Linked DNA regions of Rattus norvegicus: region 1 is linked to region 2. Evidence: chromatin contacts called from public HiChIP or PLAC-seq data. All regions are on one chromosome and are shown on one strand. The core of a region is the stretch at or near the end of the contact, and the rest is flanking DNA. Distances in the headings are between cores, read along the strand shown.

Evidence for each region. HiChIP or PLAC-seq counts read pairs in DNA pulled down with a chosen protein or histone mark.
Region 1: a contact with region 2 is called in an H3K27ac HiChIP or PLAC-seq map of oligodendrocytes, with 3 times the contacts expected there. The contact joins the promoter of Ptbp1 here to the promoter of Atp5f1d in region 2. A contact is called at or near these places in 1 of 12 Hi-C or Micro-C datasets (mammary epithelial cells) and 1 of 1 datasets of contacts at active chromatin or transcription factors (oligodendrocytes).

The regions. Positions count from the first base shown.
Region 1 is chr7:10,497,326-10,504,567 of GRCr8, forward strand. Ptbp1 (polypyrimidine tract binding protein 1) reads right to left here and starts at 5,632. Exons shown (of 14, transcript NM_001271057.1): 1 at 5,561-5,632; 2 at 3,848-3,878; 3 at 1,548-1,620; 4 at 1,047-1,366; 5 at 782-952; 6 at 589-699; 7 at 343-517; 8 at 107-184. The coding sequence starts at 5,568.
Region 2 is chr7:10,212,821-10,219,577 of GRCr8, forward strand. Atp5f1d (ATP synthase F1 subunit delta) reads right to left here and starts at 1,530. Exons shown (of 4, transcript NM_139106.2): 1 at 1,348-1,530; 2 at 182-335. The coding sequence starts at 1,488. It overlaps Cbarp (CACN subunit beta associated regulatory protein), which reads left to right and starts at 4,533. Exons shown (of 11, transcript NM_001388507.1): 1 at 4,533-4,776; 2 at 6,455-6,554; 3 at 6,675-6,757.

The DNA of each region.
Region 1 (7,242 bases), core at 4,382-6,881, 290 kb after region 2:
GAAGGGGGCCTGGGACCTGACACTCGGGCCATTGGCATCCTAGTCTATGGGCAGTTGTGGGGTCGTGTGGGCATGCAGGCGCCGGGGTCAGGATGAGCGTGAATACCTGCGGCCTGAGGGATGGCAAAGGTGGGAGGGAACCCGGCTCCTGCATACGGAGAGGCTGACATTATGCCGGGCGCACCTAGAAACAAACAGACACTAATCACTGCACCTCACCTCACGGCTGGGCCGGGCACGGGCAGGACTGCTGAGTGACTGGGCTGTGCAGTGCCAGGGTGCCCTGACAGCTAGTGGCCTGTCCCACCCCTTCATTTGGTGTTTCTCAGTACAGCATCTTACCAAAGGCTGCTGCCATGGTCTGATCCAGTGATGGCTGGCTGTCTCCAGAGGGCAGGTCAGGGCGTGTGTAGTCTCGGCTCTTGTCGTTGTTGTATTTGACGTTGAGACTGGTGAGCTTGGAGAAGTCGATGCGCAGCGTGCAGCAGGCATTGTAGATGTTCTGGCCATCCAGGGACTGTGGGGAGGGAGACAAGCGTGAGTGCGGGCCAGTCACAGCATTGCCCACCCGACAGAAGTCCTACTCACCAGCTTGGCATGCTGGGCGCTCACAGGGTCAGCATACTGCAGCAGCGCCTGGAACTGGTTGTTCTTGGTGAACGTGATGATCTTCAGGACTGTGCCAAACTTCGAGAAGATCTGCAAGGGAGGATGTGAGAGCTCTAGCTGGGGCAGGCGGGATCCACCCACCCACCCGGTGCGGGGCGTGCACCCAACCCACCTGGTGCAGCACGTCCAGTGTCACTGGGTAGAAAAGGTTCTCCACAATGATCCTGAGCACTGGGCTCTGGCCTGCCATTGCCATTCCTGCATCCACGGCAGCAGCAGAGGCTGCCAAGGCCAGGTTTCCTGACTGTACGGAGTTCACAGCCTGCAGGGCTGCCTGGGCACGCTGTGGAGGAACCATGAGTTGTGAGCCAGGGCTGAGGCAGGGAGCCCGGCTGGCCACCCACCCACCCACCCACCCACCTGCCCTGCAGACATACTGCCTGGTTGGGCGAGCTGTCGGTTTTGAGCTCCTTGTGGTTGGAGAACTGGATGTAGATGGGCTGTCCACGAAGCACTGGCGCCACCGATGTGTAGTAGTTAACCATAGTGTTGGCAGCCTCCTCTGTGCTCATTTCAATGAAGGCCTGGTTCTTCCCCTTCAGCATAAGGAGGTTGGTAACTTTCCCAAAGGGCAGCCCCAGGGAGATGACCTCGCCCTCAGTGACATCACTAGGTAGCTTTCGGACATGGATGACTCTGGAAGGAACTCCTGTGCTCCTGTTATCACCTTTGAACTTCTTGCTATCATTTCCGTTGGCTGAAAAGGGATAGGTGTGCATTCGGGAGGCTGCATGTGAACCTCTTCCCCGCCTCTAGCCAGGTCCTCCACTCCACAACCCAGCTCGCCCTGCCCCTCCCTAGGCACAGGCACCCCCTGCTTGGGAAAGGCCATGTAGATGTGGCACCCAGAACACACACTCACTCACTCGCTCACTCACCTGCTGAGGCCGAGCTGCTCATGATGAAGGGGCCGTTGCTGACACACGTGGAGAAGAGCTCGTCGGATCCCCGCTGGGAAGAAAGCATGGACATCAATCAGCTCCAGGCTGACTCCTTCCCTGCATTCCCAACCACAGCCCCCACCCTCTGCACAATGCCTCAAGCCTGTGGCTTTAGTGTTCACTACCAGCCACTGTCACTTCACTACGGCCCTGTGCCAACAGCCATGTGGGAGGCCCTTCCTGGCGGGCTATCTGTCCAGAGTGCACAGCTGCTGGCCTGGCGGCACCTTCCTGGCAGAGCTGCTCCCAGCTTCCGAAGAAACAAAGCAGGCCCTGCTGTTGCCCCGGCCCTGGTGTCCTGGTCATCGTCCAGAAGGACAAGGGACTAGTACCATCCAGTGGTAGAGGCAGCTCACTGGGGAACTGACCCCATGGTAAGTACCCCTCCCCCCTGAAGCAATTTACTCAATTGTTTTGTTGAGCCAATCGTTTTGTTGAGCCAATCCCTGGAAACACAGGAGACTTAGGATCAGGATAAGAAAAGAGGCAGGACATGCCACCCAGAGCACGCCTTAGATCAGAGGCTTCCTGAGACAGCTCTCTAGCTATCCACTCCCGGGCAGCCAGACCGGGGAGCGAAACACCCACAGACTCAAAACCAGACCCATCCACTAATCAGCCCAACAGAGCCCATGCCCCACTGCCCATCCAACACTGTAGGGCACTGGCCTTAACCCCCCCACAATACCTGATGACTTAAGAAACAGGCACCCACTACGAACTGACAGGTCTAGAGACCACACAGCCAGCACCTACTCTCCCATTATTCACCCTAGGTGGAAAGGGGAAACTAAACCTAAGCCTCTCATGACCTACACCAACATGGAACTCCCTACCCAGTCCTGAGCAGTTTTGGGGAGGGGGGGGTGTCTCAGGAGCAAGGGCTGCTGAAGGGGGGTTGAACCTGCCCTGCCTGGTAGACCCTGACATGCTCAGAATCTCATGTCCATATCTTAAGCTACAGAAGTTACTTCCTGCTGTCCACCATTTACCCATGAGGTCCCTTGTGCTGACCTCAGTGGGAGGTGGCTTCCGTCTGGGCAGGGCAACAGGAGCAGTACTTCCTGTAGCTCTGATCCTGGCAGGCTGCCAGAGCCCTAACAGTCTCCCCATAGAGGCCTGGGAGCCCACGACAGTTAGAGGAAACTCCAGCCACCTGGGCCAACAGCCCCAAGCAGCTAGGCAGACAAAAGCATGTGATACCACAACACAGGGGGGCCCGGTCAGCACAGCTTTCCCAAATGCTCCCATGGAGATAGGCCCAATCTATTTGCCATCCCAGAGCAAGTAGCCCCGGCCCATGTATCCACCCAGAGCTCCCCGCTAACTTGCCCAGTGTGCCCTCAGTGGCTAGCTGGAATGAGTTCTGTGTAGACAAGAAGCCACCAGGCAGTCCAGGTCAGCAGCAGCTTTGCCCAGACATACCCTGTCACCTGCAGGCCTGGGCCTAAGTGGGGCTCCCTCCCTTCAGTGGTGAACACAGACTTATCTGAGGGAAGATCAGCAGGCAGGTGGAGACAGCGTCCACTCAGGAAAGAGTGAGACTAGTCCAGACAGCAGCCTGGTAGCAAATCAGCTGGCAGCAGCTGAGGTGGCCCTCAGGGCCTAACCTACAGGCCGCCTTTGAGGGGGAGAAACTCCAAACTACTTGCCACCTACTACAGCTTAGCACACAAGTCTAAATAGCCCACCTAACACAGCAAGACCAAGCCCGACACAAACACACCTCTGCTGGTCAAAAAAGACTCAGGACACCTGCACCCGTCTAGCTCTCGGCTCCACCCACAGTAGCAGTAGAACTGGAGGTAGGACTATTCTGTCTCCCCAGATATTCAAGGAGCTGAAGAGACTAGGGTTGAGAGTTGCTTGAATAGCAAAGACTCGACAGACAAGAAGACAGCACCAGATGGGTGGCAACTCAGTTTTCACCTTACATGCCACAGCCTTTCAAACCAAACCCAGAGGCAACACCAAAGTATGTGTCCCGAATTCACTGCTCAGATGAAGGCCACAGGGCGGGACAAGGCAAAACCAGTCAGAAAGAGGCCAGCAGAAAGACAGAACCACCAGACCCACAAATAAATGGGTCCTAGGCCCCTAAAACTTAAGACTCAGGAAGTTCTGTGTGATCTGTGCTGTCTTCCGCCTACCATCTTTGTAGACCCTGGACTGCACTAAGCAAGCCTTTCTCTGACTACAGGGGAGGCTGGGTACAATGCCAAGCTAGAGACACCTACCTTTGTACCGACTGCTATGTCTGGGACGATGCTGTGGAGAGAAAGAGAGACATGAGCACTGCAAGGCCAGTCCAGCTCGGAGAGGCAGGGGGAGTGAGCCACCCACTGAGTCTCAACTTGAAAGAGGGCCATTATTGTCCTTTGAGACCCTCCCCCCTTTCACACAGGACCCAGACCCTGCCTTTCAATGCGTTAAGAGGTCCAGTTTTTACAAAGCATACCAGTGATCTGGGCCAATAATACTCAACTCCTGAGTATCCTACAACGCTGGGAGCCTGAAATGTAGGTAAGGAGCACCCAAAGACAGTGCTTCCTGATGGGGGCTGGGAGCTCCAGGGCCAGGCTGCTGACGGCAGGCTAAGTGGCCTTGTTACCATTTACAAACCAACAGAGCTGCCCGGATACACCCCAGGTTACTGATCAACCCAAGCCCCTCGTGACTGCACACTGCCTTAACACCTAGCCTGCTTACAGGAGCAGCAAGCCGGCCATGAAGTGACTCTTAGAGGTCTGTCTGCCTAGTGAATCCTTTCACGAATGGTGGCTGGGTTGTGTACCCCTCTGCCTGATTTACTGTTTTCAAAGATTCTTTCTGGGACAATGTTTCTCTGCACAGCACTGCCTGTCTGTGCCAGGATTAAAGGTGTGCACCACCACACCCCGCTCAAAGATCCTGAGTAAGTTGCTAAAAGGCAGCAACTGGAGACTCCAGTCTGTCATCTCAGCACTCAGATGGCTGAGGCAGGGGGACTGCCATTGGTACTGAGCTTGAAGATAGGCCAAGCTACTTTTCAGAATTGAGTCTTAAAAAAGAAAAAGGGAAAGCTTACTAGGCCTGGTGACTGACTCAAAACACTAGGGAGGTTAGGGTGGAAGATTCAAGAATTCAAGGCCATTCCTTATCCAAAAACCTTAACTAAAAGTTTCAAGAAAAACGTCGGGGCCTGGTGACTCAGGCCTTTAAGTCCCACCAGTACGCAGGCAGACAGAAGTGGATTCAGGCCAGCCTACAATGAGATCCTGTCTCCAAAACAAACCGAAAACTACAAAAAGTTGCCGAGTAGAGAGGCATCTCCCGGAAGCATGTAGGAGATATGGATGCCAGGCCGGCGCCCACGCGGGAGAGCCAACTGAACCCCTCTATCCCACAGCTTCTCCGTCGGGGGGCTCTGGGGGCTTTCTCCGGACACCTCCCCGAGGCGGGAAGGGCGTGCGCGTTCAGCACAGGCCCACGCACGCACGCGCTACGGGACGCGCGCCCTACTGTGCGCGCGCACGCGGGGTTGCACGCGGAATGCGAAGGGACATTTCTTGGGCACTGGGCGAGCCGGCACCAATTAGGGTACGGGAGGCGGGAAGGATCACAGCGGCCAATCCGCCTCAAGTGAACGCGCCTCACCGGGGAAGCGCGCGTGCACGCTGAGGGCGGGGAAGGGGCTCCGGGCTACCCCGGATGAGCCGCGCGAGCACCGGAAGTGCGCTGGGCTAGAGGGTTGAGGGGAGACGAAGTATGGGTGCGGCCAACCTAAACCAGCCGGCTTCCTTGCGGGCCTCAGATATCAGGGGTTCCGAGCGCGCCACGCGGATTGAGGCCGCGCGCGCGCGTCGCAGCGGTTGGATGGGTCGGCGGGGGTAAAAAGCCCCCGCGGGCGCCAGCGATGGCTGGGGCACAGCGGAAAGCGAGCGGCGGGCTAGGGGTGCGGCAGTACTCACCCGTCCATGGCACACAGAGGAGACCCGCAGGGGACGGAGCGGAGGCGCAGGAATAGCAGAAACCGACCCAACGGCTCCGAGTTATAGACTCACAAGATGGCGGAGACGCCCGCACACGTCCCCCGCGCGCGATACTCATTGGCTCCCGCCGCAGTCTGTGGGCGTGGTCAACCCCGCCTGCCCCCGCCAAGGCCTTCTATTGGTCAAAATGTTACTCCAAGGGTGAAACTCAGACAGACACTAGTCGGCTATTGGACTGTACGGCCGTCAGTCAGGACGGAAGACGGAAACGGCCTGTGGGGGAGGGGGAGGGCGTGAATGAGTAGGGGCACGTGATAGCGTCTGAGCCAATGAGCAAGTCTTTATCCAACCCGTTGGACGCCATCTTGAGAGTGGGTACGTGGCGGGTCAGATTCAGAGAAGCGTGCTTTCGGCAGTCCACCTCCATATTGCAAGCGGGCAATAGAAGCCGTTGGCCTCCAACATGAGGGTAAAGCAGGTGCTTCGCCATCTTAGAACCGGGCAGAAAACCCAGTATTGCCCTAGCTTGCTTGCGGTCACGTGGCCAAAACTTGGACTTTCAGCCGAGTTTCTCCTGGACTAGATCGCAGCGAGATGGAGGCCACGTGCTTCACAGACGTAGTCGCGACTAGATTGTGAATCATCCTTTTCCGTCTTTTGTCTACCCACAGCAGCCAAGCTCCACCTATGTTGCAGAAATTGGGAAACCAAGGAAACGAGCCGCATTGTGGCTGGTTCTGCCTACACTTGGGGAAACGGAGGCTACAAAGTGTCCAGTTGCATGCCCTACAAATAAACCCAGGAGTCGCCCTCTTGTACCTTCACCCCAGGAGCCAGGATTCTGCCTTCCAGTCCTGGTGGTCGCAGATGGAGATAGGTTCTCCAAAGTCTAGTGCATGCTACAAAACAGAGATCCTTTGGTGGGGCTTGAATCTCAAAGGCGCAAACCATTCGGATTCTTGTCGGCCCGGTTATCTGCTAAAAAACAAAAAAGGCCAGGCGAGGGGGGAAAGTTTCTCCTCCGCCTTGCAAGGGAGGTGAGCCCAGCACCCGGCCTGGCCTCCCTTTTCTGTAGTCCAGGGCGCGCGGGAGGGGGGGAAGAGAGGCTGGCAGCTATGCTGGTTTCCTTGCAGACCTGGCCAGTGGCCCAACAGCCTTGGAGCCCCAACGCGGGCCTGGTGCCAGAGGATTCCAGCCTGGATTAGGGGCGGCTGCCGATTTCCACGGAGGCCGCGCTGGGAGTTAGGTCTTTCAGGCCCCAGCCAGCCGACAGAGCAGCTAGCTTGAAGGCCCAGAATCCCTAATCAGGACCGTCCCGCGGATTTAGAAAAAAAAAAAAACCCACAACAAGGCGTAGGATTTGAGCCCTCTGGGACTCCTATCAGGTCCTGGCTGGACCATTAAGGACAAGGTTGGCTGCCAGTTTTTGTTCTCTGGGAAGCTGGTGCCAAGCAGGGGCCCCACCCTCAGAAGCCAACCTGCATGGGTGGCTGCCAGTGAAGTTGGGAGACTGCTGATCTCCGAGCACAGGTCTGTCTGTCTGCATTAGCAGAGTTTGTTGAAAGCTACTTCAGAGACCCCCCCCCCGAACCTTTTTTATGGAAACAGGGTTTCTGCGTGTGGCCCTGGCCATGTATACTGGACTTCCTTTGTAGACCATG
Region 2 (6,757 bases), core at 280-2,779:
CTACCCTGAAGGCAAGTTCCTCGACAGCACTTTCCCATCTCTTCCTTCCCAATGGAGGTGAGGGCAGCTGTTCGATCCCCTCTGTGCCCCACACAACCACATCTTCATGGACACCTATTTCCTTTGCTTTCTCCCTGCCCTTTGAGGACCCGAACCTCTAGACATCCTGGGCCACACTCACCAAAATACTTAGTTGTGGTGCCATCTTCCGCATGAACCACTACCAGCCCAGGCCGTAGGACCTGTAGTGTGGGGACATGGGATGCCAGGATGCCAAAGGCTCCAGTCAGCGTAGGCACATCCACTTGCCGGACATTGGCACCATCAAAGAACACCTGCAGAGAGTGTACCACACAGAGTTGGCATTGCCACCGTGCCATGGAGACTGGTCTTTCCTTCTGTACAGTGGGCACAGGGAGGATGAAATTCTGATGGGACGTAAAAGCTACCAAGAGCTGCCGTTAGACTCAGTTTGCCGTTAGACTCACCTGTGAAATGGGATGCCATGTCTAACAGAGGGTCTGAAAGAGGTGACTGAAATATATGGCAACCCAGTGCTGTACAAGCATGCCAATCTGGTGTCTGGGATAGGGTTTCTGGGAAACCCTAAGGTTGTCTCATGACTACTCAGGAAGTTGCTATGAGGGAGTCAAAAGTGTAAAACCAGCATAGGCTTACAAACAGCATGGTTATTAAGCTGTTAAAACCCTGGCTAAGGTCTGTACAATTAAGGGTATTAGGCCCAGGGGAAGCCAACATGACAAGGAACTTGGGTCAGTCCCAGGTGACCTTTCAAGATCTGGGTCCAGGCAATCCCCAAGAAGGGATCCAGGCCTGGGTACTGGTGACTCCTGCTTGGACAACATCTTGGGGACTCCCCCACGGACAGAAACTCTGATCCATGTAAACCCCAAAGGGATTAATCTGTGGTCCATTATGACACCATCCAAGCCTTGAGTAGAGCCTGGAGTTCATATGAATCTCGGGGACAACACCCAAGGATGGGGCCTGAGTGACCAAGGTGTGGAGCCTAGGACACCCCAAAAACAGCAGGACTTGTGGTCCAGGTGACACCAGTACATTAGTAAAATCTGGTTTCCAGGTATAGGTGATCCAACCCCCAGAGGGTGGAGCCTTAGGTCCAGGTGACGCCCTTAGGGGTGGGGTATGAAGTTTCAGTGAACACAGAGAGGTCGAGCCCTGGGTCCGGGTGACCCCATCCAGGGGCGAGGCCTGGGGAGGGGGTTCACGCGGCCCCATGGGGGTGAAACCTGAGACCCAATACAAGTGACCCTCTCCCACGGGTAAAGTCAGGGGCTTGACGACTCTGGGGGCTGTGAGTCGTACCTGCGTCGGGGAGGCGAAGGTGAAGGACATCTGTCCAGGCCCAGCGGCGGGGGCAGGTGAGGCGGCGGCCTGGGCGTACGTACGCGCCTGGAGCACCAGACGGCGCAGACCTGGGTGACGAAGCAATGCGGCGGGCAGCATGGTGGCGGAAACGTCAGTGGACTTTAGCTTAGCGGACAGCAGACACACAGGGATAGCGAGGCGGCCTTCAGGGAGGGCGAGGAGGACGACGCGCGGTGTCTTCTGGGAGGCGCAGTTCCCACAAGAACGCACGCGCGCACTGCGATGCTCCGAAGGCTGCGCGGTGCAGAACGCGCTGAGCATACTGGGAGGTATACTTTGCCTTAGCCACACCCCTTGCAGTGCTGCCTAGAAGTGGGACCCTCCTATGCCTCGTGAATCATTCTGGGAACTGTAGTTTTCTTCGCCTTCTAACAGCAAACGGTGCCCTGGGTCCATAGGACCGTGTTCTGCAAACGGACACCTTCCCTCCGGAGAGTACGTTTGAGCTGAAAAGATGCCGGTTTGATGTCAGGTCCCAACCATTGGAGAGAGGCACTTAGCGCGCATTCAGGCCCAAAAGAAGCAAACCTGTAACGTGTTGGGACAGAAGAATTAAAATGTAGATTACCAGTCAGGTGTGGTGACGCACTTTTGCAATCCGCATTCTGGAAATAGGTAAAAATCTATTTCCAAAAGTGCGCAGCCGAATACATTTTTAAAAAAATCAAATATTAGGGCTAGAGAGATGGCTCAGCGGTGAAGAGCACTGACTGCTCTTCCAAAGGTCCTGAGTTCAATTCCCAGCAACCGCATGGTGGCTAGGATCTGTAATAAGGTCCTGTGTGTCTGAAACAGCTACAATGTACTCATATAAATATAATAAATAAATCTTAAAAAAATCAAATATTAGCCAGGCGCTGTTAATCCCAACTCCCCGGAGGAAGACTCAAGCGGGGTTCCGTGAGTTTGTGATCAACCAGGTCTACATCTTGAGAAGCTGCTAAATAAGTAAATGAATAAATAGATAGATAATTAATTAATTAATTTACTCCATGATGCCGCACGCGGTGCGTGCTAGAGAGAGGTCGCACCAGGAGAGCAGCTCACGGAAGAGGTTACTGGGTGGCATGCACGCCGAAGCAGGCAGAGGGCGCGCGAAACCTGGAGATGTACTTGCTCTTCTCCGCAGTCCCCTCCCTGCGGGCCTCCGCCCCTGCCCGCCACTGACGCAGGAGCCCGTGCGCGGGCGGCCAAGGGGCCCCACTGACGCCAGTTGTGTCCGCGCAGCCTCGCTCTCGGCCATGACATCACCACCCTGCCCCCGCATTCACGCAGATTACAGCCTCCGCTCAGCTCTTGGTCCCCAGGTCCCACCACATAGGTTCACAAAAAATACGGGCATAGAGTTGGTGGGACAAGAAGCCATTAGCTTGACTTAAGGATGCATGTTGGATCTTAGAAGAGCAGCTGGCAGCTTTTGGTAGTGGTCAGTCTTGAACCAGAGCCTGGCGGATGCAAGAGTAATTCTTTTCGTCATTCTACAATCAACAGACTCTGGAGCTCAGGCCTGCTCATAAGCCAGCAGTCCTGGGCCTCAATCCGTCTCTGTGAGAGACACCTAGTTCTCAGTCTCTCTAATCTGGGCATTCTTACTTGCACAGTGGCATCTAGAAACTCCATTCCCTTCCCTACTCCAGCACACAGATGCACACGTACAAACACACACACACACACACACACACACACACACACACACACACTTGCGCGCGGGCCCCCGAGATCCCATATCTACAAAAATGTTCCATGAAGCAAGAACTCAAACCTAGATATATCATGCTCGTCCTGTCTTGAGTATTCTCCTCCAACTCCATGGCCACTGTGTCTTACCAGACAAGTCTTTTTAAAAACAAAAACAAAAAAAAAAAAAACCAAAAAAAAAAAAAACAAAAAAAAATTAAACCTAGGGTGCAGGAGAGATGGCTCAGCAGTTAATAACGAGCACTGTTCTTCCCATCGCCCATGCCGGACAGTTAACAGCTGCCAGTAGCTCCAGCTTCAGAAGAACTGACATCCTCCACTGGCCTTCAAAGTAAATCCACCCCCTCTCAACATGCGCGTGTGCACACAGTATTTAGTATTTGAAAAATCCAGGCCTGCAGTGCTGACAAATGCCTGAGCTTGAGGCCAACCTGGCGATCTAGCCTGGGCGGGTGGGCCAGCCTCAAGTACTGAGTCTATGTGTCAATCCCCTTCACTGAAAAAAAAAAAAATCAGTGTAAGCGACCCCACCTTCATGATGACACTTGTCTTGACTATGGCGAAGCCGGGAAGAAGGGCCTGGAAGCTTAGGCTCTTATAAAAGGACAGTCCCGGGGTTCGAACCCAAGCACCAACAGAAAGAGACCTGTCTGCAAGGGAAAGGGATATGGGTCATTCTGTAACAGACCTTTATGGATGCAAGTCAAAATGTTATTACATTCATTAGTTAGTGGGCAAGAGACAGCAAATCTGTGGGTGTCAAAGGATAACGTGGGAAGAAGCACTCTTCTTTTACTCTAGGGGACCGAGGGATGACACAAGGGTGCTTGGGCTTGGCCGCAGGCTCCCTTGCCCGCTCAGCCCTTTCACCAATTTCCTTGTTTGAGAAGGTCTCATGCGAATCAGGCTGTGAGGCTGACGTTGACCTTGCACTCCTGATCTACTTGATTTCGCCTTCCGAATGCGGGTGTGCACCATCACAACCAGTTCTGAAGGCAAGTTCTAAGTAGGTGTGGGACGGCACTGGCTATCTGGTGGATCCAGAAAAGAACAGAGAGCAGCACAGGAAAAACAGGCATGGTCGGGGTGTGGGAATGTATCTAGATCTCATGGTTTGTAGACCAAGAGGATCCGCAAACTGGAATTGCACATCTGGAGTGACAGGTGACAAAGTAGGTAGACCAGAGTCCCCAAGACCTGGGATACCCCTGTTAGGTTAGGGGCGTAAGGCGCCCCGCCCGCACCGAGTTCAGGGACGTTGCAGCACCAGGTAGGCTGAGTCGCGCAGGGGTGAGGGGGGCGGGGCTGCGCGCCCGCGGGAGGGGGCGCGGGAGCTCAGGCTCCGCCTCCCGCCCCCGCCGGAAGGGAAGGGGAGGCGGTGGCCATCACATCGCCAGCCAGACGCGGCGGCGAGAGCGGCGGGGGCGGTCAGGCTGCGGGACCGGGCGGTTACCGGGTACACAGAGCCAGGGGCCGGAGCGGGCGCATCGCCAACGCGATCACGTGCGCAGCCCCACCTCTCCTGCGTGCCTCCTCCGCGCGCTGCTCTCCCCATTCATAAATTCTCCGTCGGCTCCGCGGCCACCGAGCTCCAGAGCCAACCGGGAGAGCCGTGTTATCTGCCGCCCGCCCTCCCGCCGCCCATGGGCCGCACGCCCCGGCGCTGAGGTAGGCGCGGCGGGCCCTGGCGTACGGGGCCGGGCGGGGACGGGCGGGCGGATGCGCGTGGCCAGGGGATGGCGACCAGCTCCAGGGCCCGCCCTGGCCCACCGATCCTGTCGCGCGCGGCTCCGGGGAGGGAGCAGAGCGTGGGAACGGCCTGAGCCGCCCTGCACCCCGCCCACCGCCTGCAGCCTGGAGAGGGATCACGCCCATGCCTGCCCTTGGCCTCAGTTTACCCTAGTGAGAGGGCGAGAGCGATGTCGCCTTGGCCTCCTGGATCCTCACGAGCCTGGCATCGGGTTCTCTGCGCTTTCCCTCACCGTATCCTGCTTGGGGGGGAGGGGGTCCTGGTGGACGTTCTGTGGGGACTCCATGTCTAGGCTCCCATTCTCGCTGGTCCTCATGATCCCGCCTTCCTCGCCTTGGGTCTCCAGCCATCTTCCTTCCCACCTCTCATTACCATCCTCACCGAGCCCCACCCCCCTCCAGCCTGAACTCATTTTCCGACCTACATATGCACCCCTTATCACCCACCAAGACTGATGCCCGTTGTCTCTGCCTCGGAGCGCTGAGGAGACGTAGCCTTCTTGGGGATACATTCGTTTATTCAAGTCCCCCCACACAACTCCAATACCATCCAGTCTAAGAAATACTGGTGACGTTGGAGCCTGTGGGCTCTTCTTCCATGGGAAAGGGGGGGGGGGGTTGCATGCTCATGCTGGTGTGGGAATTAGGGATGGATGGCCAGAGCGGCCTCTACTACTACATAATCATCTTCATTCCCGGACTGAGTCAGGTGCAATTTTAACAGTCCCTTTCTGAATCCACCCCACCTCTTGATGTGCCCTAGCCTCAGTTTCTCCACTCGTCTGGCAGAGACCTGGTGAGCAGCCATCTTGGCCAAGCCTTGGGGCGCCCCTGTGGGCGGCCTCCCCTGCGCCCCCGCCCGCCTCCCTCTGCCTGGCAACACACCCTCCCCCCCAGCGCGGCCCTGCGCACTGTCACCATGGGAACCAGATTTTTCAGGCCAGGAACAAATGAGCGTCTTTTGTCCTTTCCACTCCCACCAGTGTAGGGAACAAGGACCTTTCCCTATAGAGTCGTGACTGGGGGTGGGGGAATCATTGGTACAGCCCCTCCCACACCGCAGGTGCACTACCTTCAATTCCTTTTCTGCACCATGAGACCCTGAGACACAAAGGACCCTAGGATGTTGCCTGAGGGTGCTGTGGAGGCTTCCTTCTCCGTTCCTCCAAGGGTGCTTTCCCTTTCCTGGGCATGGCTGCGTTACCTTGCCGGTCCGGCCACTCCAACCAGCCAGGGAGGTGGTTGGCATGTGGAAAAGCCACGCTTATACAGGCGCGCGCACGCGCGCGCGCGGACACACACAAACACACACACATATATATAGACATTTCTGCGCACGCGCGATGCCACCTTTTATGTGATAAAGATGGCGAAAGAAAAGTCCTAGGGAAAAAAAAAGCCTTGGCTACAGGCGCCCCTGCGGGGATGGGGAGTGGGGGGGGCGCTCATATTGTAAGACTGGGCTCCACCTGTCCATGAGTCACCCCAGTGACGGGTGCTGCTGCTGCACGGGGACGATAGGGGCTGATTTGCAGGGGCTCCTGTGGGGAGGGGCAGGCAGAGCTGAACCTGAGCTGGCTTTATGCCCTACTTGTAGCCTCAAAATGCAGCCCACGGCCACCATGGCCACAGCGGCCGCCACTACTGCCACGGTTGCCCTGACGACTTCGTGGGACAATGCCACCAACCGCCCCACGGTGGGTTGGGTGACTCCTGGAGACTGGGGATAGAGGTGGGATGGAAACTCCACTCTGCGGTGGAGCCCTGACACCCCGAGCCCTGACACGCCCCGCCCTGTGCACTCAACCCCGACTCAGGCGGAGCCTGACCCCATCTTGGACAACTATGTGCTGCTGGTGGTGGTGATGTCGCTGTTCGTTGGAGGCACGCTGGTGGTGCT